Linked DNA regions of Mus musculus: regions 2, 3, 4 and 5 are each linked to region 1. A link is a contact called in public HiCAR-type and promoter capture Hi-C data. All regions are on one chromosome and are shown on one strand. Each heading gives the region's core, a stretch centred on a gene start, on an enhancer-like site or on the middle of the called end of the contact. The rest is flanking DNA. Distances are from core to core; before and after follow the strand shown. Region 1 holds the start of Rps6kc1 (ribosomal protein S6 kinase polypeptide 1). Region 2 holds the start of Kctd3 (potassium channel tetramerisation domain containing 3). Region 3 holds the start of Kcnh1 (potassium voltage-gated channel, subfamily H (eag-related), member 1). Region 4 holds the start of Ptpn14 (protein tyrosine phosphatase, non-receptor type 14). Region 5 overlaps Ptpn14 (protein tyrosine phosphatase, non-receptor type 14).

What was found. Promoter capture Hi-C pulls out the DNA fragments that hold promoters and counts their contacts. HiCAR-type assays count read pairs that join an accessible place to other places.
Region 2: a promoter capture Hi-C map of hippocampal neurons shows a contact between it and region 1, with 3 times the contacts expected there. The contact joins the promoter of Kctd3 here to the promoter of Rps6kc1 in region 1. A contact is called at or near these places in 4 of 39 promoter capture datasets (the C10 cell line, cranial neural crest, hippocampal neurons and 1 more) and 2 of 115 datasets of contacts at active chromatin or transcription factors (astrocytes and bone marrow-derived dendritic cells).
Region 3: a promoter capture Hi-C map of pre-B cells shows a contact between it and region 1, with 4 times the contacts expected there. The contact joins the promoter of Kcnh1 here to the promoter of Rps6kc1 in region 1.
Region 4: a contact with region 1 is called in a promoter capture Hi-C map of stem cell-derived epiblast-like cells, with 4 times the contacts expected there. The contact joins the promoter of Ptpn14 here to the promoter of Rps6kc1 in region 1. A contact is called at or near these places in 5 of 39 promoter capture datasets (the 3T3-L1 cell line, hippocampal neurons, liver and 2 more), 3 of 115 datasets of contacts at active chromatin or transcription factors (astrocytes, embryonic forebrain and forebrain) and 1 of 9 other capture datasets (embryonic stem cells).
Region 5: a HiCAR-type map of astrocytes shows a contact between it and region 1, with 4 times the contacts expected there. The contact joins the enhancer-like site here to the promoter of Rps6kc1 in region 1. A contact is called at or near these places in 2 of 39 promoter capture datasets (cranial neural crest and trophoblast stem cells) and 3 of 115 datasets of contacts at active chromatin or transcription factors (astrocytes, embryonic forebrain and stem cell-derived neural progenitor cells).

The regions. Positions count from the first base shown.
Region 1 is chr1:190,909,065-190,915,335 of GRCm38.p6, reverse strand. It overlaps Rps6kc1 (ribosomal protein S6 kinase polypeptide 1), which reads left to right and starts at 3,566. Exons shown (of 15, transcript NM_178775.4): 1 at 3,566-3,780. The coding sequence starts at 3,676.
Region 2 is chr1:189,004,511-189,010,781 of GRCm38.p6, reverse strand. It overlaps Kctd3 (potassium channel tetramerisation domain containing 3), which reads left to right and starts at 2,942. Exons shown (of 18, transcript NM_172650.2): 1 at 2,942-3,252. The coding sequence starts at 3,170.
Region 3 is chr1:192,187,465-192,193,735 of GRCm38.p6, reverse strand. It overlaps Kcnh1 (potassium voltage-gated channel, subfamily H (eag-related), member 1), which reads right to left and starts at 2,959. Exons shown (of 11, transcript NM_001038607.2): 1 at 2,650-2,959. The coding sequence starts at 2,728.
Region 4 is chr1:189,725,422-189,731,692 of GRCm38.p6, reverse strand. It overlaps Ptpn14 (protein tyrosine phosphatase, non-receptor type 14), which reads right to left and starts at 3,425. Exons shown (of 19, transcript NM_008976.2): 1 at 3,029-3,425.
Region 5 is chr1:189,864,581-189,870,851 of GRCm38.p6, reverse strand. Ptpn14 (protein tyrosine phosphatase, non-receptor type 14) reads right to left here. Exons shown (of 19, transcript NM_008976.2): 18 at 5,317-5,480; 19 at 1-925. The coding sequence ends at 797. Among named protein-coding and RNA genes, the nearest start is that of Gm26574, 29 kb to the right of the region's middle. Within about 2 kb of position 3,166, at least 166 of the 459 cell types and tissues checked have an H3K27ac peak or open chromatin away from gene starts, as enhancers often do. A contact at or near this core is called in astrocytes and trophoblast stem cells, where this site is marked.

The DNA of each region.
Region 1 (6,271 bases), core at 2,317-4,816:
CCTTTAACCTCAGCAGGGCAGGTGGATCTCTGTGAGACATCTTCACGATGTCTTCCTTAGGTAAGTAAAAACACTAACACCTAAGTTTGAGTTGAAAGACTTCTAGTGCCAATTCTGAAAAGACTGCAAGTGAGGAGACAGGTGGGCAGCAGAGAGGCCCTTAAGTAGCCTGGGCTTGCCTGAAATTCACTGTGTAGATCAGGTTGGCCTTGCACCTGCCTCTGCCTCCTGCTTGGTGGAGTAAATGTGTGTACCACCATTTAGTTTTTCATGACAGGGTTTCTCTGTGTAATCCTGGCTGTCCTGGAACTTGCTTTGTAGACCAGGCTGGACTTACATTCACAGAGATCCACCTGCCTCTGCCTCCCAAGTGCTAGAAATAAAGGTATACACCACTCATAGCCCTAAACTTCAGAATTTTAATATTGACAAATAGAAAGTCCTGAGATTAAAAAAAATTAATTATTGGTTGGGTGAAATGGCTCAGTAGGTAAAGATGCTTGCTGCCAAATCTGAATGCCTGTGTTCAATTCTTGGAATCTACTTTGTGGAAGGAGAAAACCAACACACACACACACACACACACACACACAAAATTACTGACATAGATTTTAAAGTCTTAGATATTATTGTAGATTTGACTATTCTTTTAGTTTCGATGTTTTTACTTCATACACTTTAATGGCTTGTTATTAGGTGAGGATATACTTAGAATTAGTCTCTGTTAATGAATTGTATTCTTTTATCAGTAAACCTGGCCCTTCCTTATTCCTGATGCTCTTCTTGGTCTGTCAGGGCAGGGTGTATGCTTAGCAAGCATACGTGCCTGACTTTGAGCCCTAGCACTGCTTAAAATAACAAAACCATCTAAACGGTGAAACACAAGAAATGGCAGCATTCTTCTAACGTCTCCTCAGTGCTGTGTTCAATGTATAGTTTTCCCTTAAAAAAAAAAAGGTTTATACGTGTGTAGGTGTTTTGCCTGCATAGATGTCTCAGTGCCCAAGGAGGTCAGAAGATGATCTCAGATTCCCCCAGCTGGAGTTGCATACAGATGGTTGTGAGTCATCATGTGGGTACTGGTAACCAAACCCAGGACCTCCATAAGAGCACTGAGTGCTCTTAACTGCTGAGCCATCTCTCCAGTCTGCCATATCTTTTTCCTTTCTTCTACTTGACTAGCAGCGTTTGGTTAATCAAACAAACGTGGAGATAGTGGTGAAGAAAGTTTCTAAGGATGAGTCCCAAAAGCTGGATAATATAATGGCACAGACAGTAAAGGCAGCCGGGAAAACGGGAGCAGTGTGTGAAGGAAAAGTTCCGACGCTGATCTGTTGTGGTTTCAGTGTCAATTGGATGCCTGTGTTCTTGCAGAGAGATTTGAATGGAGATGTGATTGGTGAGTTCACCAGAACTGACAAAAGACCAGAGGCAAAATCCCAAGAAACAAAACATTACAGGTTCTTAGAAGGAAATGCCACCAAAAAGAGACTAAAAAGGAGTCATCTCAATATAAAAAAAAAGGAAAAAGAAAAGAAAAAAAGAGAAAAGAAAGAAAACCTCTAGGCCAGAAATGTCTAAAGCTGATGGGATGATGGGGTCATTAGAAAGTTTATTCGGAGCCTTTTCAAAGGATCAGCACACTACTGACGCTAGACTGACTGCCCAGGAGAAAGACTGAATGGATGAGGTCATACCCACTCAGTGGACAGTGAGGAAGGGTGAAATGCAACAGAATACCATTGGTCCTTCTTCCTGGCTATCTGCCATCTGTCTTTCCTGTATCAGGCAGTTTCCTTTGATCAGAGGCCATTCTGGATTATCGGTTTTCTATAGCATGCCATGGTATGTACTGGTCATATTTATATACTTCGTTGCATACTAGTGATGGTATGTAAAGAAAGAGAGGAACAGTCTTTATAACTCCAATGCCTCATTAGTATAAAGTCTGACACATAGCAGGTAGTGAATTCAGGGTTAATGAATAAGTGATAGCTAGTTTTTTGACTGTATAGGCTTGAGCTAGAGAGATAACAGCAGTTAAGAACACCTGGTGCTCTTGCAGGGGACCTACCTGGATTTGGATCCCAGGACCCACATGAACCATCCTGGGGATCTGTGGTGATTTTTTTTTTTTGTGGGTACCAGGTATACATGTGGTCAACATACATGCAGGCAGGCAAAAGACCCATACACATAAGAGAAATAATAAGAAAAGCCTAAAGGCTCAGAAGAGGTTAATAGTCGAAGATCAAACATACAGGGTGGAGACATTATTAGAACAACGTTTTTCTTTCTGCCAAAGAGAGTGGAAATCAGCACATGAGTGGAGCAAGTAGTTTTCAAATGAGCAAGGGTGTCAGGCTGGGATGGAGATGTGAGCAGACAAAGGGTGCTAAAGTCACTCTTTTCCTTTGTAAAAGGATTTTTATTTTTATGTCTATGGGTGTTTTTCTGCTCTTAGGTATGTGTACTACTTGTGTGCTGGAGGAGGCCAGAAGAGGGCATCAGATCCCTCAGAACTGGAGTTACAGGCAGCTAAGAGCTGCCACTGGCATGCTGGGATTTGAACCTCACCCATTCCTCCGGAAGAGCAATCAGAGATCCTAACTAACTACTCAACCACATCTCTAATTCTTCTTACCATCTCTGTTTCTCCCTCTTTGTTTCTTCCCTTCCTTCCTTCCTTAATTGTGTGTTCTAGGGGTTAGAAGGCAGGGAGGAGAGGAAGCAAGAGACACAGAATTAACAACGACAGAACCTTGCAATGAATCTTTTGGGAATGAGAGCTCTGATCAAGAGAAAGTTAAAAAAAAATTGCCAGGTAGGGGATGCCAATCAATAGAAACTGGAGACTCTTTGTAGTGACTTTGAGAGTCTCCTTCTACAACCCCCACAACAGATGCACATTTAAGAGTCTAGGGACTGTTGAAAAAACAACAAACTTCTTTGTTGTTGTTGTTGTTGAGAGTCTTGTTATGTATAGCAGACTGCCCTGGATCCTGTGACTGAGCAAATTTTGTGTTTTGAGACAGGTTCTCCCCATGTAGCCCAGCTTAACTCTGAACTCACTACTTGACCCATGTTGGTCTCAAGCAATCTCCCTGAGAGAGTGGGAGGGATGCACTTCTATTCTACGTAGGGTGAGGGCTTGTCGTGCAGCTGTAGGTATGTCAAAGAGGGTTCATCTACGGGAAAATGGGGACGTGTCTGTCAGAGCGCTGCGATGTTGCTGTGGGCACCGCACAGAGTAAGTAGGGAAGGAAAGGAGATGCTTGGCTCGGGTACCGCTGCGTCCATCACCCAGGACTCTACAGGAGCACAGGGCGGGAGGCCCAACCCTCTCCCCAGCTCGCAAATTCTAGTAGACATCGAAGCTAGTGCACCAGGAGACTTAGTAGGGACGCCTCCGGTATCCATGGCGACTGAGCTAGGCGCTAGTAACCACAGCGGACGATACAGCTCGGAGAGGATCCAGAGCCGCACCTTCTTATCCCGAACGTCGACCGGGATGACCCGGAAGTCTGTGTGGTGATCCGGAAGCAGATCCAAGCGACAGCCCCCCAGGAGCCACCGCCCCCTCTTCGCGGTGCTCGTGCTTAGTGCTGCGTGGAGTCCGGCACAGCTGGGGCTGCCCGATGGTCCCCAGCTGGCGGAAGCACGGGCGGAGGGAGGATGACCTCTCCTTGGGGTCACAGTGCGGACCTGGCCCGCTTCTACACTGTCACCGAGCCCCAGCGACACCCCAGGGGCTACACTGTCTATAAGGTTACCGCACGGGTGAGTTTCTGGATAGGGACACTGGGCGGGGCACGGGCTCCGGGCTGCGGCTGGGTGCGGCGAGTGGTAGGTAGGTTGGTAGGGAGGGATGGAGACTCGGACAGGAGACCCTAGACAGTACACAGGAACTCCAGGCAGAGATGGGACTCTAGGTTCGAGATGTTGAGGACCCCAGGCAGGAGATGGGATCTCAGAATGGAGATGCTGGGGACCCTTGCCAGGAGACAGGACTCCAGGATGGAGATATTGGAGACCTCAGTCAGGAGAGAGGGACCCCAGGATGGAGATGATGGGAACTCTAAGCATGAGAATGGACTCCTGGTAGACTGGAGTGCAGGCTCCATAAGGGATGCTGGGCTCCACCAGCCATTCTGGGGTGGAACACTGGTGGATGTCTTTAAATGGATGACCTAGTCCTCTGTCCTATGTGGACTTTCTCTTGAAATGAAATTTGCAGAATTGGGCTGGTGCATTCCAGAGGGAAAACACACACTTAAAAATGTTAGTGGGTGTGTTGTGGGGCTTATGTAACGGAAGGGACGTTTCCTCTTCTCATTCAGTGGCTGGCTTGCCGTGAGGCAGGTAGAATCTTGGGAAGATTTCGCTGTTAAGACGCTCGTCTTGGATCTTTAGCCTTTGCTTCTGAGTTTTGATGAGTCTTTTCAGGAGACACATGTGTACTTAAGTGAGACTTGAGGGTGGTTGGTGTGGCACAATGGCTCAGCAGGTAAAGATGCTTGCTGTCAAGCCCGAAGAACTGTTTTCATTCCCTGGGACCTACATGGTGGAAGGAGAGAACTGACTCCTGCAAATTGTCCTCTGACCACTGAAGGTGTCGTCCCCCCAAATAAATAAATGGTAATTTTTTTTTACATAAATTCACTGTTCCAAATTTAGTACTGTTTTTCTTAAATTTTGTTGCCTCAGCTTAAGTTTTGAGAACTCGTTTTCCTGGGAAATGAGAACAATAACATGAAATAAGTGCTTATGTGCACTGCTGTGTGTATGCTGGGCATTTTGTACAACTTCATGATGAGGAAGCAGATTCAAGGAAGTTTAAAAGTTTGCTAAAGTTTCTGTTGCAGAGCAGTAGCAGCTTTGAGCTTCGGGACCAGTTCTGCTTAACCCACGATGAGGAAACTCAGTTGCTAGTGTTAAGTCTTGAAGAAGAGGGGTATTGACGGAGGGGCAATAATAATGTTAATAGTGCAGTGAATATTCAAAAAGCACTCAGGAATCTGCCCTGAGGAAGCTGAGAGAAGAGATTGGGGTAAACTGAGCTTGGGGCATGCAAGGGGCTGGCAGCATTTGGAGATGATGCAGAGTCAGACAGATGGGAGTGTGTCGCTGGGTTGAGCAAGTTTCTCAAGACAGCAAGAAGACCAAGTTCTTAAGAGTAGGGAGAAGTTTGCCTAGGTCAGTGTTGTGTACGTGGGGTGTGAGTAGCAGTTTTTTCAAAGAAATGTAAGGAAGTGAGGAGATTCTTGCTAGGCAATCTTGAGACCTCTTTGGTCATTTGCGATCTTTGGTTTCCTGATACACAACTTCTCGAACCAGAACTATTTAACAGACAAGGCGCCTGTCACACCCGCAAACTGAGACGGCGTTGCATCAGTCTGTGCCTGCTAGACAGAGAGCAGGTTCTCTCTAGCAATGGCCTTGGTTTCTTCATTTCAGCTAAGGCAGTGGCTGGTGCAGATCCCCCACATTGATAGAGGTTTTCTTTTTTCTTTCCCAAGATTTATTTATTTTTACTTTATATGTATGAGTGTTTTACCTGCGTGTAGGTATGTGTACTACATGTGTGCTTGGTGCAGGCAGAGGCCAGAAGAGGTAGTTGAATCCTCTGGAACTGAAGGTACAGACCATAGTGAGCGACCATGTGGGTGCTGTGACCTGAGCCTGGGTCCTCTGCAAGAGCAGCCAGTGCTCTTGGACACTGATCCATTTCTGCAGTATGTTCTCCTCCTTGTTCTAGTCACTGTGTGATGTGGGGGTGCAGTTCCAGACACTTGGCACTATAAGGTATGCAAGGGAGAGTTCTGGGCTTCGTCTTTGTACTTACAGTAGAATGGAGTTTATTGTGCTTAAATAGGTACAGTAGTCTAGGAATATGGTATTACAGTATAGTTCCGCAGGCACCACAGTGAAGAGCTGTGGGGGGGGGGGGGTCAGAAGAGAGATTGCTACTGCTCAGGTGGTGCAAGATGCGAACAGTTGGAAAAGGAGAGGGGTTAGAGGTGGGAACCTTTAAGGGATGGAGCCCATAAAGGCCTTGGGTATGAAAGCCCTGAGCACAATAATTGTATTCTTACTTTTCAAAAAGGAGTGTTGCTCGGATGCAGATTTAAAATGTTAGCGTATAACCTGGGAGGAGACGCAGCACGTTGCTGAGACTGACCCACATGCTCGGCTGTGCACGCTGCCCGTGGCCGGTCATTGACTTCCTTCTCTTCATAAGTGTCTGTCCTCATCATTGTTCACGAAACAC
Region 2 (6,271 bases), core at 1,693-4,192, 1.9 Mb after region 1:
CATTTCCTAATAACCTTTCTTTCCCACTACCTCTGGTGGGTGGTGGGCCGGAAGGGAGGTTAAAACATTTAAGAACCATCGTTAAAAGTAGGCTTGGAAAATTAAAGCTTATAGACTGCTATTTATTTCCAGTAGGAGATTAACCCAAAATATGTCAATACCCTCATCTGATCCTTCCTTTCTGACAATTTCTGGCTCCGAGTAATGAAAGCTATCTCTCCATATGGATATTCCTTCCTATATTTCTTCAATTGAAGGCACTGTCCAGGCTGGTTTTATGTCAACTTGACACTAGTTACAGTGATCTGAGAGGAGGAACTCTCAACTGAAAAAACAAAACAAAACAAAACCAAACATGTCTCTATAAGGTCAGGCTTTAAGTAGTCCTACAGAGCATTTTCTTAATTAGTGATTGATGGGGTGAGGGGCAGCCCATTGTGGGTGGTACCACCCCTGGGCTGGTGGTCCTGAGTTCTGTGAGAAAGCAGGATGAGCAAGCCAGGAAGCAGAACTCCTCTGTGGCCTCTGCGTCAGCTCCTGCCTCCAGGTTCCTGTCCTGATTTCCTTCAGTGGTGAACTGTGCTATGGAAGTGTAACCCAAACAAGCCCTTTCCTCCCCAACTTGCTTTTGGTCATTGTGTTTCATCACAGCAAGAGAAACACAGACTACAAGAGGCAGCTTTCTTTTCCACGGGCTTTCTACCATGGGAAGGTGGATAAGCTACACACACACACACACACACACACACACACACACACACACATAAACACACATACACATATACACACACATACACACACACAAACACACATACACACACATACACACACACACACACACACACACACACATACACACACACACAAACACACATACACATATACACACACATATAAACACACAAACACACACACACACAAACACACACACACAAACACACACACATACACACACATACACACACACATATATACACACACACATATACACACACACAAACACACACACATATACACACACATACACACACACACACACTCGTATTCCTAGTAGCTTAGCCTGCCCTTCCATATCCACTCTAGAGCACTGTCCCTCTTCAGAAGCACAGCATTTATTTGGCTCGTTGTGAATTTCACACCTGGACACAGTGAAATCTGATCAGACCCATTCTCCCTTTTCTCTAGCCTGTGATGTAATTTTGACTAAGTTTTGGGGGTGATTATCACCCTCAACCTTCTATTTTTTGAAGAGAGTGGTAGAGTGTTCTTCATGGGTAAAGTTCTGGGTTCAATCCCCAGTACCTATCTCCAGTAAAGCATTAAAAAGCTCACAATGAACCAGAGTTGAGCTGTTTTCCATCTTATTACCATTAGCTAGGGGAAATAATCTCTCCCTCCCTCTCTCTCTCAAGATTTATTTATTTATTTTATGTATATGAGTACACTGTAGCTGTATAAATACTTGTGAGCCTTCATGTGGTTGCTGGGGATTAGATTTTTTAGGACCTCTGCTCGCTCCTGTCAGCCTAAAGATTTATTTATTATTATACCTAAGTACACTGCTGCAGTCTTCAGACCTGCCAGAAGAGGGTGTCAGATCTCATTATGGGTGGTTGTGAGCCACCATGTGATTACTGGGATTTGAACTCAGGACCTTCGTAAGAGTAGTCAGTGCTCTTACCCACTGAGCCATCTCACCAGCCCCAGAAATAATCTCTCTGTCTGTCTCTGTCTCTCTCTCCCCTCCTTCCCTCTCTTACCCTCACACTCTCCCTCTCTCCCTCCCTCCCTCCCTCCCACCTTCTTTTCCTCCCCTTTCTCTTTTTGAGACAGGGTCTCTGTATCTCAGGCTGACCTCAAATTCTATGTAGTTGAGGAGGCCTCTAGTCCCTTCCTTATTCTTTTTCCTTGGTTCCCCCTACCCCCACAGTGCTGAGGTTACAGGATAGCACATCTGGTGTGGCTGTCCTTTATAAAAATCAATTCTGGAGCCAGGCGGAGGCAGAGGTAGGCAGATTTCTGAGTTCGAGGCCAGCCTGGTCTACAAAGTGAGTTCCAGGACAGCCAGGGCTATACAGAGAAACCCTGTCTCAAAAAAAAAAAAAAAAAAAAAAATCATCAATTCTGGAGAAAGTGTATCATCTCAGTGGCATATTTGGCAGCAAAATTAAGCAATGTTTAATGAGGATAAGATGTTTTCTATCCTCTTATAGTTCATCAGTTTTAAATTTTATGAGAAAACTATTAGACATTTAATGCTTACAGTTTAGCTTGTTGAATTAGATATCTTTGAAATATAGTGTGCTGTCTCCATTAGCTGACCTACATCCCATTGCCATAGTACTCTTTAAAAGTATGATTTAGAGGTTGGACATTTAGGTCAGTGATGCCTAGCAAGCACAAGGCCTCATCATATTCCATCCCCAGGAGGACACACTCACACACACACACACACACACACACACACACACACACACACACACGAAATCGCTAAGGTTTGGTGCTCCAATGCATAATGCTGAGAGAGAGAGAAACAAAAATCAATCAGTAAAGAAAATAAAAGTGCGTGTATGTACAATCTAGAAACATGTTGCTGGATACCGCTCACTCCAGCAGGGTTTTTGCTTTCTCCTGCCCTGAGGAGTGGTGGCATGGAAACTATGCAGTTTGCAGGTAATGCGCTGTATGGTGTTCAATATCTTTTCATCGAGTGTACTTAGATCAGTCTGAATAACTGCGAAAGTTTCTTTTTTACCTAAATCTTGTGCTGGTGAAGAGGCAAGGGGCAAATCTTTCCTAGGCCATCGGTGGCAGAAGACCCTTCGTCCAGCCCCGCCCATCGCCAGGAGCTCCTCCCTCTCACCAGCCCCGCCCACTCCTTCTTCGTAAGCGTGAAGCGCCGGCGCTACAGCTTTTTGTCCCTCGCGGCGACCCGTCCTCCAGATGGTTGTGGCGGCCGCCATGGAGGCGAGTGGGCTCTGAGGAGAGGCCGGGCTGGGCCGGCGGCCTCCAGCCACGAGCGGCGGAGGCCACGAACACGTAGTGGGGGAGGCTGGAGCGAGCCGGGCCGCTGCGGGAGGCTCGGCGTTCCGAGTGTGCTCCGGCCGCCGAGCCGCCGCTCCTGGCTCCGGCTCCGGCTCCGGCCCTGGCTCCGGCTCCCGCCGCAGACATGGCGGGCGGGCATTGCGGCAGCTTCGCCGCGTCGGCGGCCAGCAGCGGGGAGATCGTGCAGCTGAATGTGGGGGGGACCAGGTGAGCCCGCGACCGCGCGGGAACAGTGGGTGGGACGCCCGCTGCTGTAGGAGTGGCATGTGCCAGCCTAGGTGGGATAGGTGTTACAGCCGGGGCGGCGTCTGCACGGCCAGGTGGGGTACCCTCGGCAGGGCAGGGTGGCATCTACCTGGTCAGGTCGGGTACCCACTGCAGGGCAGGGCGGCGTCTACCTGGTCAGGTCGGGTACCCTCCGCAGGGCAGGGTGGCATCTACCTGGTCAGGTCGGGTACCCACTGCAGGGTAGGGCGGCGTCTGCACGGCCAGGTGGGGGACCCGGAGACAGGTAGGTACAATTTTGCATGATCCAAGCAGCCCTATGCACTCTTCAGAGTCTGGTTCCAGGTCGAGTGTATAGACTGTTAAAACTCAGTCTTTATTCCCCCGGGTTCCTATGGTGTAAGTAAGGCCACAGGAACACAGTTGGCATGGTGGGCCTGCCTGACCAAGTGACTTGGGGCCTCTGGAGGGTTGAGGCATGCTGACACCGAGCTGTCAGCGTTGCAGCTGGTTGTCGTCTCCCGTGCTAGGGCTTGAGTTGTTGCATAGGAGCAACCGGTTGGACTGTTGAGTCTTTAGTCTCTATTAGACCTTCCACTCCCATTTTGTTGGAGTGGAAGTTTGTTGGCAAAACAAACAAACAAACCAAACAAGCAACAAAACCAAAAACCCATTTTTGTATTTGCCGTGACTTACACATGACTCTTCTCAGAAAAGGATATTGCCCCTACTAGTTGAGGGAAGCTTGGGTTTAAGGCATAGTAAGAATAGAGGGAGAGGGGGGTTCTAATGCGCAGGCTATTCTGTTGTCCTGGGAAGGCTAGTTTTCAATGTCTTAAGATTTTAAACGTGTAACACTTTTGTTATTTAAAAATACAAATTAACAGTTGTGAAACAATGGGCTCTCTGAGTGCTGGAGAACTTGGGGTGGTCTTCCTGCTTTGTCACCTTTTACCTCCAAAGCAAAGTTTTAACAGTTGGAGACCTTGCACCTCTAGTGCATTCCTTAAGTAGCAGGTCATATGCAAATGACTTCCGCTGCATTTTATACTTACTAGGTCCTGTGCAAATGACCTCATCTAGTGTAAATAGTGTGTCTTCCCTGCCCACCTACGATTACAGGAACCTATTGCAAGTGACCTGGTATGTGAAAGTGAAATAGTCCACAAAAGGCGTGGGCAGTGTTACTACAGAGAAGCAGAATGGTGCTCGTGGCAAACCTTAACCCTGGTTTCTCTGTGGATGGCTCACATATTTCCTTCCAGGCATTCAAGAGAATATAGCTTTATGACAAACAACTAAGTTATATTGTCACTTTAGAAAAGATTGGTCTGTCTTACTTGTATGTGTGAGTGCAGGTGGAGGCCAAAGAAAGGGTCCCTTAGAGCGGGGATTACAGGTGTGGTAAGTTTTGTTGAGAGCCACCTGACATGGATGCTGGGAACTGAATTCTGGTCCTTAGCAAGATCGGCAAGTGTTCTTAATCACGGAGCCATTTCTTCAGCCCTTACATTGTTGTTTATTGTGTATTGGAGATGGATGTGGCTGGCAAGATGGCTAGGCTGAAAACGGCACTTACCAACAGCAAGACTGGCCACCTGAGGCTCCTCCTTGGAAGCCACTTAAGACGAAAGGAGGACACTGACTCCACATGTGCACTTCGTTGTGCATCAAGAGTGAATAAGAAAGTAATAAGAAGAAAGAAAGTGGATGCCTTAAAGGCTGAGCTGTCAAGGATTTCACTTCATCTGTGGAATGTGACTCTTACTGGGTGCTAGTTAGCAGTTAATACCAAATATGACAATAAATGTACTCCTGGCTTGAGCGTTTTAGAAGACAACCTGTGGCACAGCTTGGAGCTCCGAGTCACTGAATAAGTGCCGAAAGCTCTTACTTAGAACCAGAAGAAAGTCAGAGGACATGCTGCCCAAGGGTGAGACAGTGAGCAGCATGCTGCTGGCTCGGGTATGTCTGGCTTAGCACGTAAGGGATTTCTGTACACACTGGGAGTGAATATGATCGACAGCATCAGTGACCAGTCCATGCTTACTCAGGTAGGGATGGAGGAAGGAGAGGGACTGGCTGAGGGAAAGGTTTGGAAACAAACTGGTTCCTTCTGCACATAGCAGGCCTTCCCTCTAGTTAGCAAAGTTGGACAAGTTACTTTGTATTGATGAGTTTCCTGAAATGAAAGGTTGCTATAGTACTAGTCTCATGCACTAATAGACCTGAGGAAATGATCATGAACTTGAGGCTTAGAGGCATTATCATCTTAGTATTTCATAGCAAATCACTTTACTTCATAGTTTCATGTTTAGCTTCATAGTTCAGATTTTGTAGCAAGCCACTAGAGTGGGTATGCTACATCACCAGATATGCTAATTTCTTTAGTCATCTTTTCTTTGGCACACTTGAGATAGGAGATTAAAAATAAAAAATATGTTAATCATATATATGTTTTCCAGTCTCTTTGCCCAGAGATTGCAGATTGTTTTGTGGGTAGACTTGATACTGATTGGCTGTGCAGCGAAGGTTTCCTTCCTACTGTCTGTGTAGGCCTGACCCACCTCCTGTGTGCTGTGACTATAGCTGTGTCCTCCATGCTAGTGATTGTAAGCAGGCTTGTGTGCTTTAATATGGTTTCCTGAAAGTGATGAACATGTAGTGTCAGAAGTTATTGTCTGTCTGCTTTGTTGCTGTGACTAAGTACCTGACAAAGCCATTGAAAGTTAAGGTACAGAGTTCTTTGGGCTCAGCCCACTGTGTGGAACCTCTCTTGGGCAGGTGATTGTAGATTGTATAAGAGAGAAAGCTGATCAAGCCACAGGGGTCATTTCTTCCTTGCTAATTGAGACAGGAGGACCCAGTATGCTGTGGGTGGTACCATCCGGAGGTAGACAGGCCTGGGCTCTCTCAAAAAGGAAAGGGGAGCCAGTGAGCAGCATTGTTCCATGCTCCCTGCCTTAGTTCCTGTCTCTACTTGGTCTTGGCCTCCATCAGT
Region 3 (6,271 bases), core at 1,710-4,209, 1.3 Mb before region 1:
TCTGTCTCATCTACAGCTCTGTGACACCCCAGACACTCGATACTCAACGCAGCCCAAACGTGGCTGGTTCTAATCCCGAGGCACCTCCTCTCAGCCATTCTTCTAGAGGTGACAAGAACATCTCCCCAACTGAAGCTCATCAAGTAGAGCGAAGAAGCCTCATGAGGTCTGGGATAGCCCGGTGGTACAGTGCTAGCCTGGCTTGTGCACGGCCCTGGCTCCGAGCTTTGACACTGAAACAAATCCAGGTGACCAGCAGCTGCAGGCACCTCTGCCCAGGCACGGTGAACCGGCCTCTTACACTAGGGCTCACTCTATTGTCTGTAGACAAGTAGCAGCAACGTCACCCAGGCCTGCTGGGATAAAAGGCCTAGCAAGGTGATTATGAAGTATTGCTATTTAAATGCTGTGATGACCAAAAATAGGCTGGCAGGTTTCAAGAAATGATCAATATTTTAAACAGGCTATTTCTGTAAAAGTAAAATGCATGCAGATGTGTTTCTCAGCATTCACAGTATTTAGTCACTCATAGACAGGGACTAATATGAAAACAATCACAAAAACTTCAAGTCAGCACTCTGTACCCTAAAACAGAGCATTTAAGGGGTCTTCCTGCTCCCCAGGATCATTTGGGCTTGTCTTTATTGTTGTTCCTTTTTAGTTGTTGGGAATCAAGCTGTCGGAGCAGGTGCTGAGATAAAAGGCCAGTGCTAAAAATACTCCACACTGCCTGCTTTATCGACGTTCTACCTATACTCACGCCAGGGAACTGCGCTGAGATCAACTGATCAGAAGGTTGGTTTAGGAGTTTTAGCTCCCCCTAGAAGCCCAGGCCACCCTGGCTATAGCCTGCAGCTTCGTGCTCCAGCTAACAGAGTGCACCATGGTTTCCCTCTAACTTCAGGGTACTGCCTCCTCTCCAATAGACAGACTTCTCATAATGTTCATGGCATTTATTATGCAAACGTTATACGTCCCTCAAGTGGGATCCCCAAGTCTGCAAAACAGTGCCCATATCGGGTCAGTTAAAAGCCATAATAATACACTAACTTCAACCATCGCTTTCAGATTTGTATGCCAAAGGAATTCTTCATGGCTGCCCATTTAGCAATTATTACACACACACACACACACACACACACACACATACACACACAAGAGGGAGGGGCAGACCCAAGTAATGACTATGACCTTGTGGCTGCCTGTTTAGCAGTCATTACACACACACACACACACACACACACACACACACACACACGGCCCCTGGTAGTAACTGTGACCTTGCTTTAAAGACTCCTTTAAACCTTGGAGGGAAAGGTAATGACCGAGTAGTACTCATCTTTAAGAGGCACACAACAAAGGTGAGATAATTTCTAAGAAAGCTCTTAAATAGTAGGTAAGATTTGCTATGGTAGCCCACGGGCTTTGTCTTGTAAACTTAAGTCCCTTTTTAATTAAAGACACTGTATAAGAGGCAGGGGTCAGTTTTCACGCCCTTCCATTGAATCCCTAACTGAATTCAGCTGGAAGCTCATCACTATCAACCCAAGTTCCAAGGCTGCACGCCATGTTTACACTGGCAAAACCCAGCTCTTGAGTTAGGTCCCCACAGCCTCTCCAACGGAGAGAGTCGCCTGCTTCTGGAAGGAGAGGGGCCCAGAAGTCTGCTAGGGGGATCTCAGAATTGGGTAGCCTGGTGAACAGGTGTATGCAGCAACTCCCCATCTCCAGGACTGTATGTGCAAGCTGTGGGTCGGAAAGGTTTGGATAGCTCCCTTTGGATCGCTACTCTGAGGACTTTTCGCCTTCTGGGCTTCATGCTAATAAACCATAGGAAACTGCAATCTCTGAGTAAAAAGGTGTCGAAAATTATTCCCCTTCCATCAGTCATAGTAGGACTCTCTCCTCCCAGCTACAAAAACCTCGTGCTTGTGCACAGGTTTCTTGGGTAATGAATCGGCTTGTGATGGAGGACAAGATTGGGAGGGTTTAAAAGAGACAATAGATGCCAAATTTGTACCCGGGACCACTTAGTTCCCTCTGTTTCCCCGGCTGAGTCCAGAAAAACCATCGGACCTTCGTGAGCCATTTGCTCTAGCTGGTTGGCGAGGGTGCATAAGACAGCCCTGCCAAAGGGTTTCTTCTGGTCAGACTTTCCTGCTTAAGGGATGGAAGGTGGAGTTGGCAACGTCCCTGCACCCGAACAGGGCCAGGACCAGTAGCCCAGCTCTGCTGCTACCTCTGGCCTCCCTGCTCCTCAGGACTCCCGGGGAGCCTCCGCGGGGAGGCGGCCAGTGCGCATCAGGAGCGCAGTGCTTGAAGGTGGCCAGCCTGCAGCCACTTTTCGCATGACTTTTCTCACCAAATGCCAGGCTTTCCTGGAGAGGACAGCGGGAGGGCGCGGGAAAAGGCCCCAAAGGCGTAGGCTAGAGATCTCTCCTCCAGAGATGGGGCACACTAGACCCCCTCCAGCCCTGCCCACCTCCCAGGCCCGCAGGCAAGAGAAGCTGGTGAGCGGAGCTCCGGGATGCCCCCGCATCTGTTGGCACCAGGCGGGAGGCGTCTGCAATCACCGCACTCAGAAAAAAAAAAAAAAAAAAAAAAAATCAAAACCCACCTGGGCGACAGAAATCCAAAGGCAGTTCTTACCGTTGGACCGCCGCACGATGTTCTCCAGAAACGTGTTCTGCGGGGCCACTAGTCCCCGCCGGCCGCCAGCCATGGTCATCCTCCCGACTGCCGGACTCTGGGGGCGTCCGGCGCCGTGTCTCACCGCAGCAGGCGGCCGGGTGCGCAGCCCGCAAGCGTTCCTGGCTCCACGCGCCCCATGCGCTCCGCAGCCCCGGAGCGCAGGGGCGGCGGCTGGCTCCCGCTGCCGCCCTCGCTGCGCTCCGCACCTCCCCGCTGCGGCCCGCCCGGGTGTGCGCTCGAGTGCCCCGGGCTCGGTGCGCCGCGGCCGCCTCCCGTGGGCGGAGGGAGCCAGCCGGTCCAGGGCGCCCCCTACCGTGCGCGCATCCCTCGGGGACACAGCCGTAACCAAGAGCCACGGGGTGAGGCTGGAACCGGAGCGGCACCCTCTGGGTGCAGCGGGAAGTGTTATCCAGAGTGTGCCTGGGGTGTGCAGAGCACGGTGAGCAGCTTTATTGGTAAAGTCACATACACACACACACCCGAAAAGGTCACAAGAAGACTCTTTCTTTACGCGGTGTCAGATCGGAGTCAGAACCTTCAGGCTCTGCAAACAGCATGAGCTGCATGTCTATCCAGCTTCCCCAGAATTAACCAACCAAGTGTCTAAGGGCAACAACTTACAGAGTGACTGCCAGATTCAGCTCCCAGGAGCCGTTTTGGTTTGTCTTTACCATCAATGTGCCTGCAGCCTCCTCAGTTGATAAATGGCTTTCACCTGTTTGGCGTCTTCTCTTACAGAGCAATCATTTTACCAAAAAAGAAAAACAACAAAACATGAGTTGGCACATCGGGGTTTCCAGCTACAGTACAATCTCTTAAGATTTGTGTGTAAGGTGAAAAAAACAAAAAAAAAAACAAAAAACGGGAACTGGCTGTCCAGCATCAAAGAGGAGGGCTACTTCTGAAAGCTTCCCAAAGTAAAAGTACATCAGATTTTAATTAAACAGCCATAGCTGTGGCTTGGAGAAGCATCCACAAGGCACAGGTGAAGCAGGTGCGGCTTCACAGCAGGTAGAAATGACTTGGACCTCTTGTTCACTGAAGGAAGAGGGGGTGTTCCAACTGCACATAATGTGTACCTGTCGTTGTGCTGTGCGTGTGGCGGGGGACTGAGACAATGCCCACAGAAGGATGCATTGCTACTTGACTGGTTAGTTTCCAACTGGACAAAGATTCAAAATAAAATGCAAAGATAAACCCGCCGCTGAAGCCCGTGACGCCGGGGCTCACCTCCGGAAACACCTTAATGGTTCGCAAAGACACACTGTCTCAATTTTTTAATCTCAGAAGCAGAGCCAATTCCTTCCAGGCATTCTCTGAGTGGTCGAGCACTGCGGAGAATAGACGGGGGGGGGGGGGGGGGGATCCTGACTTTAAAGTTCTGTGCGGGAGGTCTGCAAAGATGGCTCAGCACCTGAGAGCACTCTTGCAGGAGACCTGCGTTTAGTTCACAGTAGGCCAAAGCCATCTGAAATTTCAGTTCCAGACCATTTGATGCCCTAGTCTGACTTCTTCAGGCACCAAGCATGTGCATAGTACACGTACAAACATGCAGGCAAAACACTCAAACTCACAAAATCTGTCTGAAAAAAAAAAAAATAAGTGCCAAATCAAATGTCATTTTCAGAGTGACTAAATTAATTGGGCCATTATAAATGTCACCTTTCATCTATCTGTGTGGATATAACTCAAGCAACGCTCCTGCCAGCAGAAGATGGCTCGGCAGGACTGGTGTGTGCTATGACTTGAAGGTAAAGCTGCATCTCTCCCACTGGATAACGGCTCCCTGCAGGTTAGAGCTGTGATTTCTTAAACACTGGCTCCGTCTAGTGGTTCTTTGTTCTATTACAAATGAGGTAAACTACTCAAAGAGAACTTGATTTTGATGGCTACCCACTTCATTTGAGTAGGTTCCTTTGAATAAGGCAAGATCTTACAGCTGTGCCATGCATGATGGAAAGTGCTCAAGGGGTAGCTTTACATGATTGTGTGTGTGTGTGTGTGTGTGTGTGTGTGTGTGAGAGAGAGAGAGAGAGAGAGAGAGAGAGAGAGAGAGAGAGAGAGAGAGAGAGACCCTTCAATCAAGATCATGCACCTGTTTGTGGAAGTGAAAACAATGGGGGTTGTGGGGTGGGGAGAGGCATCTGACAGAGAGAGACCATAAAATTTCCCTCCTACTCTGTGGCTTAGATAAAAAGGAACAGGTGTCATTCGTTTGAGGTGAGAGCCTTGGTGGGCTACCTGTTAAAAGGAGCTCAGGAGTAAGCTTCCCATATGAAGTATGCCATTTCTGTGGGTCTCAAAGCAGATGTGTGTATACACCTTTTCAGAGAGTGATTCCCATGGCACACAAAAACTACACTAAAACATCAACAATCTTTAATCACATTGAGAGAGTTCTTTGGGTCTTTGAAAGCACACCCAACGGTACCCTGTATCTGGCTGGTCCTTGGCTCCTCTGACTGAAGGAACAGTCCAATTCTTTCCTGAGACTTACAGGAGGAGGCTGCTCCTGCCCCATCATTCATAGAACACATGGCATGTCTGAAGCCAGCCTGGACACACAAGAAACCTTGTTTTGAAGCACAGACACAAATACACACAGACAGAGACAGACAGAGATGGAAACAGACACACACACACACACACCACGTCTCTATTGAGCTTATAAGCAGAGGATCCAGTAGTTATACTCACAGGAAACCCTGTGATACTCGCTCGGCTCACCCTGAGTCAGTGCTGGGGCAGAGCTGCCTCACTGGGACTCCAGCCTGAACCTAATGACAGGGGAAGGATGTGCAGCTGTGGCCATGACACCTCACTGTGACTAATAACTCATTCGATATTGACAAATTTTGTAAAATTGTGTTATATCCTTCCAAGTGCCCAAAGCAATTACTCATCTTTCTCATTTCCTCTGATGAAAATACAAAGGGTGAGGCTGAGGCCATAGCCCGGTCAGTAAAATGCTGACAAGCATAAGGACCTGGGTTCTATCCCCCAAACCCAGTTTAAAAGAACAGGGTGAGGAGCTAGGAGAGATTAACAGTTAAGAACGTATGCTAATCTTGTGAAGGACCAGAGCTCAGTTCCCAAAACCTAAGTGAGGTATCTCATGGTCATCATGAATTCCAGCTCGAGGGAATACAATATCCAATGCCTCTGGCCTTTAAAGGCACCTTCACTCATGTACACACACACACACACACACACACACACACACACACACCGTCCTAGTACTGGAGATACAGCAACTGGCAGATCTTCGGGATTTTGCCAGCCAGCAGCCTCACCTGCCCAGCAAGCTTCAGACCAGAGACTGATTCAGAAAAAACGAAGGTAGTTGGTGCCTGAGATTGACACCTGAGATTGTCCTCTGGCCACCTCCCACAACCACATTGCTTGCCTATTGGAGAATAATAAAGCTATTAACAAGGGTTACATTTTATTTTCAAAACTATATACATAAGTCTGGTTTGTACCAAGCAGTGAATTGAGTCTAAGGAGGTGAGGGTGTGGTAGGGACTCTTGCATCTGAGGAACACTTTTCTGTGTGTGCTCTCTGTGCCTCCTTCCTCTC
Region 4 (6,271 bases), core at 2,176-4,675, 1.2 Mb after region 1:
AGTCAGCCCAACAGAACACTTCTCAAAAGTAGCAGAGCTGTGAAGGAGAGATGGCTCAGCCGGTAAGGATGCGCTCCACCATCTGAGTTCGATTCCTGGGGCCCACAAAGTGGAAAGAGAGACGCAAATGTGTGCCCACACACACACACACATACACACACACACACACACAAAGTAAATAAATGTAAAAGAAAACTCAAGTGGAAGAGTTGGAATTCAAGTCTAGCTGTATTTCACATACAACACACATACGCACTCACACAAACATATACACACTCACTACAAAGTTGCAGCTATTGGCCCCACCCACTCCTGGGACCACTTAATCAACCTTCCCTAGGAGGAGGGCAAATTAAATCCATTTCATCAGTTCGGGAGATCAAAAACTCAGTTCAGACACTAACTTCCTCCCTACTGAAGCTTTGGTGTCTGTTTCTCTCCTTCCTTAATTGGCTAATTAAGTATTTCATCTTATCTCTTCTCCTCCTGCCTCACCTCCAACCAAGTGCCTAGCAAAGTTCTGAGGCTCAGAATGGATTTGAAACCCACACAGCACTAGGTAACCAAGCAATGAAAAGTTCAAAAGCAAGAATGTGGCCAAATTCTCCTTCAAAAACAGACAAGACTCTGGAACCCAGGTGAGCTCAATTTGCTAGGAAGAGGCCAATACTTGTATCCCCCATTGGGAAAGGAATCCAGTAAAAAAAGCATACACTGGGGAAATCCTCACAGCCGTGGGCTTCTGCTCATCCCTGGGGCAAGGAAGAACTCGTCTGGAAGCCCTGATTGCCTCTGAATTCTTTGTGGTGTGCCAACATTAAACGTCTCCCTAAGGTGATTCTCTTCCAGCTGACCGTGGAACATAACTCACACCAGCTTGAGTAACTGCGGTGCTATGAGTTTGTACACACCAAGGAAGAACGCCTCGAGGAGACCCGGGACCAAGCAGCACAAAGCAGCGGCCTGTTGACACACATTTCTCTCATGCAGGTCCCACACACATTCCAGATCTTCCACCGTGGACATGCTTGCTCTTGGGATCGGAGTTGGGCTGAGAGAGAGTCCTGAATAAACACCCTAAATTGCAAGGAACCGCTCCGGCAGCTTAAGATACATGAAGGCTGGAGACCTTGCGTCTTAGCCAGGACCGACCACTAGGAATATGCACTTCAGCCCAGTGAACAAGTCCCCCAGAGAGGTGACTGTGGACAACCTCTCCTGCACTGAGGAGCTCTGCAGGCAGTGTGTGCTGGACCCTGAGTTACAAGGATGGAAAATTTCGGTTTCTACAGGTTCAGAGAGAGCAAAGAAAACCTCAAGATGCTGCGGAAACTCAGAAACTTCTTTGTTTGTTTGTTTGTTTCTTTCCTTCTTTCTTTTAGTTTTTCGAGACAGGGTTTCTCTGTGTAGCCTGCCCTGGCTGTCCTGGAACTCACTCTGTAGACCCAGCTGGCCTCGAACTCAGAAATCCGCCTGCCTCTCAAGTGCTGGGATTAAAGGCGTGTGCCACCGCTATCTGGTGGAAACTCCTTTTAAAAGCAGTGATTCTGAGATACATAGCCACATCCTTCAACTGATTCTCCACGTGCCAGCCACACAGTCACACGGGTAAGAGTGCTGCTAGGGAAGAAAGCTGTTAGGGATCTGGGAAAGGGATGAGCACTGGTGACTGGTGAGCACGAGGCCTGGACCAGGTTCTGTCCCCAGCACCAAAGAGGAAACTCCACTTGTAAGACACAAACTGCTCTCCCCATGTCAAAAGCTCTCAGGACAAGGTTCTGTAGTGGGGTGGGATGGTCCTCACGGGGATACTTTAACAAAACCAAGGATGGGTAAATTAACGACAATTAAACACCTGTCACCCTACAGAACCCTGTGGGAAACACATCAGGGGAGGGAACATGTCCAAGGGAACGCTTTTGATCCTTGGAAGCTACTCCTGGTCACGGGAAGTGGGTAAAAGACTTCCGGTTTCGTTTCTGCTGGGGTGGGGGCTAACTATGCCAGCAACATTGCACCAACCTGCCCATACATGCCCAGCCAGCCACCAGGTCGCTCTCCAAGACTTTCTGCACGCCCCTCTCCGCGCCCCTCACTTTGCCCAAGCTGTTCCCTCCTCTGGAATGCGGTCCCTCAACCACTCCTAAGTTGAGCATCATTCCCTCAACGAAGGTAACCCCTTTCCTCCAGGGCCTGGCCTTCCCAAGAGTCTCAGAACCCCTCTCTCACAGCACATGTCCCCATCCGCCCACGGCTGCCTGCAGGGTGCTGCAGACTCTTGTAATGTGATCTCTTAGCACAGGGGAAGACTCACCACTGAGTTTGTTGAATTAATGAGGGAGGAAATCCATTTCAAGAAATTAACGCATTTTGGAAATTGACCATACATACACCCATTCAGCAGCAGTCTGAACTCGCCTAAGTAGGACCCAGCTAATCCGTGAACCAACTAAACTCAAGACCCCAATATCTCCTCAAACCAAAGGAAGAAGGGCAAAGCGGGATAGTGACAGCGCACATCAATTCCTCCCAGAAAAGATAGGAAAACCATTCCCAAAGATTTAAAACTAGATGTGGCGTCACGTGGGAAAGGGGCTGTTAACTCTCAGAACTTGCAAAGTTCGAGTTGGAGATTGGTCTGAGATGAAGGTATTTTTCCCTGCGCGCCTGTAAGGATCACCCAAGCCGGGGCCAAGAGACTCAGGAGTTTGGTATCAAGGCTGAGGTATTGGGGAGAGGGCACAAGAACCCCCTCACAAACCCAGTGCCCACAGAGGCACAGGACAAGCTTTGGGCTCTGCGCTCTGTTCCCCTGCTCGCAAACACAACAGGAGCTGGAGGCGATGTTTTGGCTGAATCCGAGTCCCAGACCGCGCTCCCCTTCCAGCTCAATCCCGGACGAGCGAGCACTGCTAGCGAAGAGAACCGGCGGCCGGCCACCTGGCGCCCCCACCGCGCATCCCGGCGTCCCCGGCGGCGAACGAAGTTGGCTCTGCCTGGAGTATCTGCTCCCGACCGGCTAGCTTACCTGCTTACATGGCCCGGGAGTGCCCCGGGTGCCGCACGTTGACCATCAGGGAGTCTGGGTCCCCACCACTGGCTTCCAGGAGCTGGCAGAGGAGGGGCGCAGGGAGGGTTACGCAGCGGCCGGCGCGCCGGGCGCACCGGGGAGGAGAAAGGGCCAAGAACCTAAGCACCGCCGTCCCACGCGAGGGGACCCGGGCGATCAGAGAGGTGGGGCGCAGAGAGGGACCGCCAGCGGCCACTTGGTACCAGATGCTCCACGAGGACCTGCCCTGTGGACGAGACGGCTGAGCCGAGGAGCGCAGCTAGCTGGCCGGGCCCGCGGCCGAGGCGCTGGGCAGCCGGGAGAAGTTGTGCAGAACTTGAGCCTCCGGAGAGCCCGAGCGCCAGGAAGCGCGAGCGGCCGGGGAGGGCGGAGGAAGGGGCCGGGTGGGAGGGGACGAGCAGGCGCCGCTGGCCGCGCTCCCCCGCCCCGGGCTCTGCTCCGCAGTGCTGGGGGCCAGGAGGCGGGGAGCGCGCGGGGCGCTCGCTGGGCGGGCCAGGAATGCGTCCGGGGAGGGCGCGCGCCAGCCTCGGGGACGCGCGCCCTGCGCTGAAAAGAGGAGCCCGGGCTCCCCCGCTGCGGGCGCACGGTCCCCAGGGACGTCACAGCGCTGGAATCCGAGGAATGCCAGGCTGCGGGAGCTCCTTCGGCCGGCCGGGCAGAAGTCGTGCACTTTTAATGGGCTAGCTTTGGAGCGCGTTTTCCCTACCAAGGTGTGGGACGGTGGACTAAAGGAAAGTGCCCGGAGTGAGATAGACTGGAAGTGGAGAGGGGGCGATGACCCAAATCAACCAAACTGTGTGACGCTTAGGAGGCGGAGGGGAAAGAGGAAAGGAAAAGACCGTCCCTCCAAGATTTCCGTGGGCAGCTAAGGGGTGGGACACTGGAGCTAGAACAGGCCATTTATTTGAGGGAGGTCTCCAAGCAGGATGCCCCCATGCCGCCACCGCCCAGGAGACACGGGACAAAGTAGGGTGGCCTCCTTGAGAAGGCAATCTAGAAGCTCTCCTCAGAATCCTAGGATCTCTGAGTAGTGAGTCTTAGCTCCGGTCCTCCCACCCCGCCCCCACGGCCAACCAGCCTTTGTGTGCTGGAAGTTGGAATATGTGGTTTTCCCGGTTTGTTCCATGCCACGGAGGGGGCCCCACCCCGCCTGGGTAGGCACTGGGAGGGAACTGCGTTAGCACTTTCGGAGGTGGGGTTACTGAGGCGCAGCCAGTGTAATGGAAAAGGCACTCGGCCGGGCAAGGAAACCTGTATTAGGCCCCGCGGAGTTGCTGGCCCAGTGGTTAACTCAGGAAGATCCCAGCCCCCTACCCCTGATCCTTGGGTTTAGTAATTGTGAAGTGAAAGGAGTTGCCTATATTTTTAAGGTGCTTTGCATGTCTTGGCATCTGTTCTCTTCCTGAAATCTTAAGACCAGTCCTTTCAAGGACCCTGAAGTCCTTGTCACCCAAAATATCATTAAATTACTTCACTGTACAGGCAAGGGACACAAAACTTCCAGGCCTTATCCTATCAAAATGGCTCATGCCAACTCTGGAGGCAGAGACAGGAAAAATCACAAGTTCGAGGCTGGCCTAGACTACATAGCAAGACCCTACCTCAAAACAAGAAAGAAAGATCTCTGTGCCCACAGAGCAAGTCTGTTAATAACTGGCTTCTGAGTGTTCTTCTACAGAACCAAGAAGAATAAAAGAGGACGGGGGGGGGGGGGCGTGGAGGGGGCAAAATGGGGTGGATGGAAAGCAAAGGAGGCTGAGTCTTTCAAAATATCAAGGAGAGGGCTTTGAGGAGTTTCCAACCAGCCTTCAGGAATAGCTTTATGTCAAGGCTCAGTGTGGGCAGCATTCCACACAGCCTAGCGTGACAATCACGATCCCTTAGTGAGGATTCAGGCAGCAGAAAAGAGGGGTCAGCATCACCAGGGAACACCTACTGCTGAGGTGGCCTAAAGGACCCAGGCTGCAGAAGAGCTGCTCTCAGCCGCAGGCGTTTGACTGAAACAGGATGGGGCTCAAAGACAAAAAGATGCCAACAGGCTGTTCCTTTCTGGGAGACAGGAGGCAAATGTCACAGTAGAAATTAAGTGGCATATGGATGTTGTGGCTCTGAGTCTCAGACCACTGAGCACAGCCCCAGAGGCCACTGTGGTCTAGAAGAAAGAGCAAAGGGTTTTTTTTGAACAGATGCAAACGCTGGGCTCTGCCTGTGAGCAGCCTTGCAACCCTGGGCAAGCCACTTAAAGGAGGCTTGAGTTTATTTTGTCAGCGGAGTGTGACATTAGGGACAGAGTTTGGTTGGGTTAACTGGATCTTGAGCTGCCACCCTGTCTGAGCTTGCTCCATGCCTCCTCCTCCAGACTCAGGCATGTTTGTGGAGGAAGCTGAGGGATGCCAGAGCTGGGAGTCCAGTGATGAACACAGCTTTAAGTGTAGCCTGGGCGGGGCGCTCACCCCCTGTGCTTGCTTGTAATGTTTAAATCAATTCATTCATGAAAATAAAAGTCTTTATTAATTTTAAGAACCTATAAAGTACTGACTGATTGGTTTTATACTGGATCATAAGAAGACAACACAAAAATATTCTCTCTCTCTCTGTCACACGAGAGAGAGAGAGAGAGAGAGAGAGAGAGAGAGTCTTTTTAATGACTTGGAAGATGATGCACGTTGGTTCTCCTGTATGCTAGATTTGTGCTCAACCACTGAGATATAATTCTTTGTAAGGAGAAAGCACAGCTTGGACCCCAGAGTGTCCTTTAGCTTATACTGCTTGTGTGCACAGTACTGAAAGATCAGCATATACTGCTTGCTTGCACAGTACTGGAAGAGGTTTGGGAAATCTGGCATGTTGCCTCACACCTATAATCTCAGCACTCAGGAAGCTGAGTCGGGACAACCTCCGTGAGTTTTAGGCCAGAGAGTTCAAAGCCAACCTTGGCTATATAGACCCTGTCTCAAAGAAAGAGAAACAAGGAAAGCAGAGGGTTTGGGGCATGCGCATGAGGGCCTGAGTTCAGATCCTAACATTCTTCATGGGTGGTTATGCTTTCACCTGTGCCTGTGACCCAGCACTGCTGGAAGCAGGAGAATGGCTGGGATTTTAGCCTAGCTGCCAGCCTAGCCAAACACCCCTCCTGAGTTCCATGAACTGCAGTTCAGGGAGAGACCCTGCCTCAAAGGAATAAGGTGGAGGGGGACACCC
Region 5 (6,271 bases), core at 1,917-4,416, 1.0 Mb after region 1:
TTCTCACAGTCAGAATCAGGCAGAGGGCTGAGCTGTGCAGACCGCCTGGCCCAGGGCCACCAGACTACAGTGTTGTGAGTATACAAGACAAAGCAGCAGATACCCAGCCTGCCACCCATCACTGTATCAGACTTCTGAGCCAGAACAAGGGGTGAGAGAAAGGACAGCAGCGCCCCCATTGACCAAAGACGGCATCACCACCCTTGGAGGCACCATGCTCTCCAGCCAATCCCACCCTTCACCTAGGCTTCCGGAGAAAGATTGCTGAGGGCGAGGACAGAGGACAGAAATGCAGGAGAGAAAAGCAAGCACCCAGCAAGGTGCAGGAACCCAGTGTGTTTGGATCACTTTCCAGGACCTTGGCTCTCTCCCTTCCAGCTGAGGATGGTTTCTCTCTCTTGCCACTTTTGACTGGAGCATTACCAGTTTGCCTGCAACTTCACTAGAGATGCTTTCCCTTTATGCCTCTGTGTCTAAAATGTCCCATGGGGGCCACCACCTTCCCTCCCGGAGGCTAACACTGCAGATCAGTCAACGTGTGGTTCAAATGAGAAGCACTATATTATTGTGTGTGTGTATGGGGGGGAAGCATTATATAATAACTCACAGAACTTATTCCAAAGAGGGAAAAAATAAATTATCTTATATAAAATAATACATGATGTTTGTGAGTAACTCTGGCTTCTGCCTGCTGCCAGCCATCCACCTCTGGCTGGGGGAGGCAGATGTTGTCGAAGTGGCGCCCCCTGCAGGACAGAGCTGCGTCCCTCCTCCAGAAGCTGCATCCCGGAGGAGATCAAATGAGCCTGGAATTCTGCAGGAACTGGACGAGGACTTGGTAGACGAACTTGTACTGCGCAATGGTCTGGATCATGAACATCCTCTGCTCCCTGAGGAATCGCAGCATCGTGGGCACCTCCACCTTCTGCAAGAGAACAGAAAGGGCACACAGGCTGAGACAGAATGCCTCCCCGAGATCTCCCCTCCCTGCCGGGGAAACCTCTGCCCAAGGCGGACAACCAAGAAGGAGGCGGAGCTAAGACTCTGCCCACTGTGGACAACCAGGAAGGAGGCGGAGCTAAGACTCTGCCCACTGTGGACAACCAGGAAGGAGGCGGAGCTAAGACTCTGCCCACTGCGGACAACCAGGAAGGAGGCGGAGCTAAGGGTTCTGACCCTCCAGGGCTTTAGGAATCGGCTCTGTGCCACGGTTGGAGACCCCTGTTTCTGGTGTGGTATCGTTCACCCGTGTTTGTTTACTCGTGTGAGTGAATCTGAAAGCTGTTTGCACTTACAGTGCAAGGTTCTCAAAGCAGTGGACTGTGGCGAATGCCAAATACCATTCCTTCCCTCCCTCCATCCCCTTCCCTTTACATACAGGTTGAGAAAAATTTTGAGGAACTCACTCTGTAGTCTAGGCTGACTTCAAACACATGATGCTCCTGCCTCAACCCCCTCAAGTTAGCTATTTCTTTTCTTTTCTTTTCTTTTCTTTTCTTTTCTTTTCTTTTCTTTTCTTTTCTTCCTTCCTTCCTTCCTTCCTTCCCCCTCTCTCCTTTCTTTCTTTCTTTCTTTCTTTCTTTCTTTCTTTCTTCCTTCCTTCCTTCCTTCCTTCCTTCCTTCCTTTCTTTCTTTTTAAATTTATGACATTTATTTGTGCGTGTCCTGGGGACCAAACTCAGGTAGTAAAGCTTGCTGTCTAGTACCTTTACCCACTGACCCATCTTGCTGGTCCAGATATTTCCTTTGTGTGGTGCATGGATACTCATGTATGGGGTATGTGCTTGTAGTGCACACCATTGTACATGGGTGCATATTCTCAGAGGCGGACATCAGATGCCCTATGCCGTTGCGACAGAGTCCCTCACTGAACTGAAGCTTGCAGCTTCTCATCTGGGTTGGCTTCTCACCAGAGAGCCCCAGCACTGTGGTGCGGTGCCCTTCCTGCCCTGTGCTATCATCTGTGCCCTGTGACCGTGCCCTTCCCGCCCCATATAATCATCTGTGTTCTGTGAGTCTCGTGCCTCCCCTGGCTTTCTGTGTGCTCGTCCACACCTAGCTTCTCATGGACGCTGGGAATCGCCTCACATGTGAGCGCTTATGGCCACTGGGATAGCTCCTCAGCCCTCAAGACACTTCTGATCTCTTGGGAAAACCGCCTCCCAATCTGCCATCCCTCCCTGCCTCCACAGCCTCCACCTCCATTTCTCTTTCTCTCATATCCTCTTCCACCCTCCTTATCCCCACCACCACGCCTACCATCACCCCTACTCCCCATCCTCACCCCCCACCCCTACCTCCATCCTCACCCCTATTTTCACCCCCCACCATCCCCCCCTCACCCCCCCCCCACATCACAGCTATCAGAACCCCATCCTCACCCCACCCCCATCCCCACCTCCCACTACCACTGGTACACAGTGCCCCTGGCATTATGCAAGGCAGGGCAGACATGGTCCTTGACACACCATGAACAGCAGGGAAAGCCATACAGTACTGACACTGCAAAGCAGCCTGGAGACCAACCTTGACCTCACAGCCACCACCTCGCAGCGGTGGAATCTCCCTCACTCCCCAAGACCAACTGCTGTGAGTCATGAGAACGAGAGCATGGTTGGGCAAGAGACAGCTCAAGAGGTAGGACTCCACACTCGCCACCAGCTCCGGGCGCCCCCATCAGGTGGCTCACAACCACGGTGACTACACGTCAGAGCCGCAGACACTTTCCTCTGGCCTCTGTGGGCGTTGTACTCACACACATGCCTAACCTAGCATCTCCACATGATTAAAAATATATTTTAAATGAGACAAAAGGGGGAAAGTGTGGGGAAAAAAGAAAAGCCACTTCTTCGTTGACAAAGATGAACGCTGCTAGAATCACAAACCAAAAATACAAAACACACAAATCACCTCAGTAATTAGAAAAGGCAGGCTAAGCAGGGATGCGAGGAAAGGAGGCCTAACGGTCTTATATTCATTTGTTAAAAGTCTTTGTTTAAAGAACAAACTAAATATGTTGGCCCTTCTCCTGAGAGGGAGACAGGAGTGGGAGGAGCCAGGCCTGAAGAACACACGGGGCGGAGCAGCCGGTCTGGTTGCCCCTTGGTCAACAGCAACCCTGGGAAACAAACTGGACAGATAAGGTTGGCTGTGCTGGCGCTGGGGGAAGGAAATGAACTGTGTGAGTCACCTTATCGCTGAATATCAATGGGAACAGAAGTTGTTTTAGGACTGTCCCACACCAGCAAGGAATGTGCTGGCATGCAGCTGGGTACTGAAGGAAACATACCACAGCGGGGGCTGGGGGCACTGAGCCTCAGTGGGGGGGGAAGCCCACCGGATCCCCGTTGGCTGCATCCCCCAATTCACACCCATTCAGCGCCAGGCTGGCTTTGATGCACGGTGAGCAGCGTGATCTCCAGCCTTCCCAGAGGCTGTGGATGGGGCTCCAAAGAGCTAAGGACAGGGCAGTGTTAAATAAAGCTGCTTTTCAAATCTCTGAGTCTACGAGTACACGTACTAACACACTGAAGCATCCATTACACAGAACAAGGGTTCCCTGCTGCACGATCTGGAACCTGAACAGCTTGTGGGAAACAGTGTGAAGGCAGGAAGTGACCTCAGAGGAGGAGAGCTTGCTTCCTGCCATCAGACAGCTGCTTAAAGTTACACAGGACCGGCTACATCATCACACGATTGCTCTGGGCCTGGCTTTCCTCCTCTGGGCCTGGCTTTCCATAGAGCAGAGGTAAGGATGCCCCTCTATTGACCTTACAGCCTAGGGTTTGGGACCTGGTGTAAGGGTTACATAGCAAGACCCACGAAGAAGCACAAGAAAACACCCAGAACTGGGGGGCGTACAGCTCAGTGGTAGGGAGGGCACTTTCCTGACAGGTGTGAAGTTCTGGGTTAGCTCCCTAGAACTTTCATAAACAAACCAACACACAAACGGAGAAGCAGAAACCAAAACCACTGCCCCCACCCTGCACACAATCTTATGTGAATGAAAGCAGAGCTGTTGTCGATGGCTCTCACTGTAACTCCAGAGTCTATGGCAGCTCGAGATAACACACTCCTATGTGATTAAAACAACGAATGGCCAATGCTGGCCCACATAGCACAATATATTGCCAATATACACAATATATTGCCAAGCCAGACAAGGGCAAACGCCCCCAGATGAAAACTATACCTGCTGTGATTATAAAAAGACAAAGAAGTGTAAGAGTATGTTCTATGGGGGTGTGGTGAGGTGTGAGGGAAGGGGTGCCTCGGTGGGCCCATGCTGAGGCATCCCTTCCCCCTGAGGGACCAGCCACACGACAGTATAGTATAGAATAAGGTTTATTCAGGACATGGAGAGGGGAGTTAAGAGGGTGGTAGAGGCAGAGAAAGGCAGAGAGAGGGAGAGAGTAGAGAAGTAGAAGCTGGCCATGACCACGTGGGGTGGGGAGTGTGGAAGGAAGTGGGGAGAGATGGGGAGCAAGAGAGAATCAAGTGGGAAGCAGGAGTAAGAGACAGAAGAGGGGGCAAGCAGCCCCTTTTATAGTGGGCCAGGCCTACCTGGCTGTTGCCAGGTAACTGTGGGAGTGGAGTCCAGACAGAATACCAACAATACCATAAGGACAACAACCGTGTCCTACAGAGATGCATCTATCAACACACAGGATTTGGGCCAAAGCACATCCCAGAAATGCAGGACACATTGAACTACACGTGCCAGAGCCACGTGCCATGTCAAACAACCACAACAGAACTCATCTGCCTGCTTCTGGAAGTGAATGCCCACGGCAGTCAGGTTTGCTGGATGTTTCTAGAACACCCTCATTTCTTCTTGTATTTAGGAGCCTACACACAGCAGTGAGCAGTAAGAGACAGGAAAGCTATAGATTCTGGACTCCAGCTGGGAACAACTGGTCAGCGGAGAGGCGTCGACCACAAAGCTGGTAGGAGCATGGTTCTGGTGAGAACCAAGGTATAGCAGGCCTGGGGATGTGGTTCAGTTGGTAAATTGCTCACCACAGAAGTGTGAGGATCTGAGATAAGTTTTTAAAGAACCATAGTTGTGAGCAGTAACTATACATGGTAGTGTGGACTTAATCCCAGCACTGGGAGGTGGAACAGGAGGAGCCCTGGGGCTCACTGGCCAGACAGCCTAGTGTCTATTTAGTGACGAGAGACGCCGATGGTACCTAAAGGAAGCCCACTGAGGTTGAACTGTGGCCTCCACACACGCATGCACAGGTCCAAGTTCACTTTCCATCCCATAAAAACAAACACAATCAAAAGGTGGCAAGGGGGAGGCGGACGACTCACTTCGTTGTGTTCCAGGCAGTAGATCATGAGCTCAGAGAGGATAACCACACCAGTCCTTCCCACACCCGCGCTGCAGTGAACCACGATGGGGGGGTGCCTGGTCCTGATGCCTTCCAGCACGCTGTTGGTGTGGCGTCGGACTGACTGGATTTCCTCCAAGTAGGCTGCAGGATAAAATGTGTATCTTGTCACCCAAGTGTGTCACATGTCTTTGTGTCCAGGGGGGGAGGATGGGGGGGAGGCACCAGGGCTGAGGGTGACTCTTTTGTTTTCCAGTCATAATAATTTGCAATTCTTATAAGACGCTAATCATTTGGCTGGTAACTGCTGCAACACCCCGAAGCCAGAAGAGACCAGCTGGGAGTCAATTAGTCCACAGGAGAACTTGTTCTTTAAATAGTTCTTTTTAAAAAATTAAATTCTGTTTCCCTCTCTGCAAATCCCCAAGTCCCCCTAGCAGATGATTCTAGACATTACTTACAGTATTTCATACCACTAACAGACTGGGATCAGAGCATCCGCTAAGTCCCCTTGAAATGCCCGCCTGTCAGAGCCAATTCCTGTTGGGGAAAGAGCAGCCACCTGCCCCATCGCTTTCCCAGCACAGAATCAGTGAATGTCAACGGAGCCTTGAATTCATTTTCAGATGAAAAAAAAAAAAGCTTTGGGGGAATCCACTTCCATGAAGTTATATGACTATTCAATAGGAAGCCCACTTCTGGGGACGACAAGCCTGTGGGTGGAGGGTTCAAGACATGTTCTCACAGCTTCTAGCAGCTGCCCAGCCCAGCACAAAGGTTTGCTTACTGTCCCAAAGGGACACAAAGGAAAAACAGCCTCAGGATCCTGAATGTTTTTTGCCATAATCACGTAACAAGTAAAATAGGTTCTTTGGACTCCAACAGCCAGCGTTTCCATGGCGTCATACAGCATCACTTCGTCAAGACTCTTACAA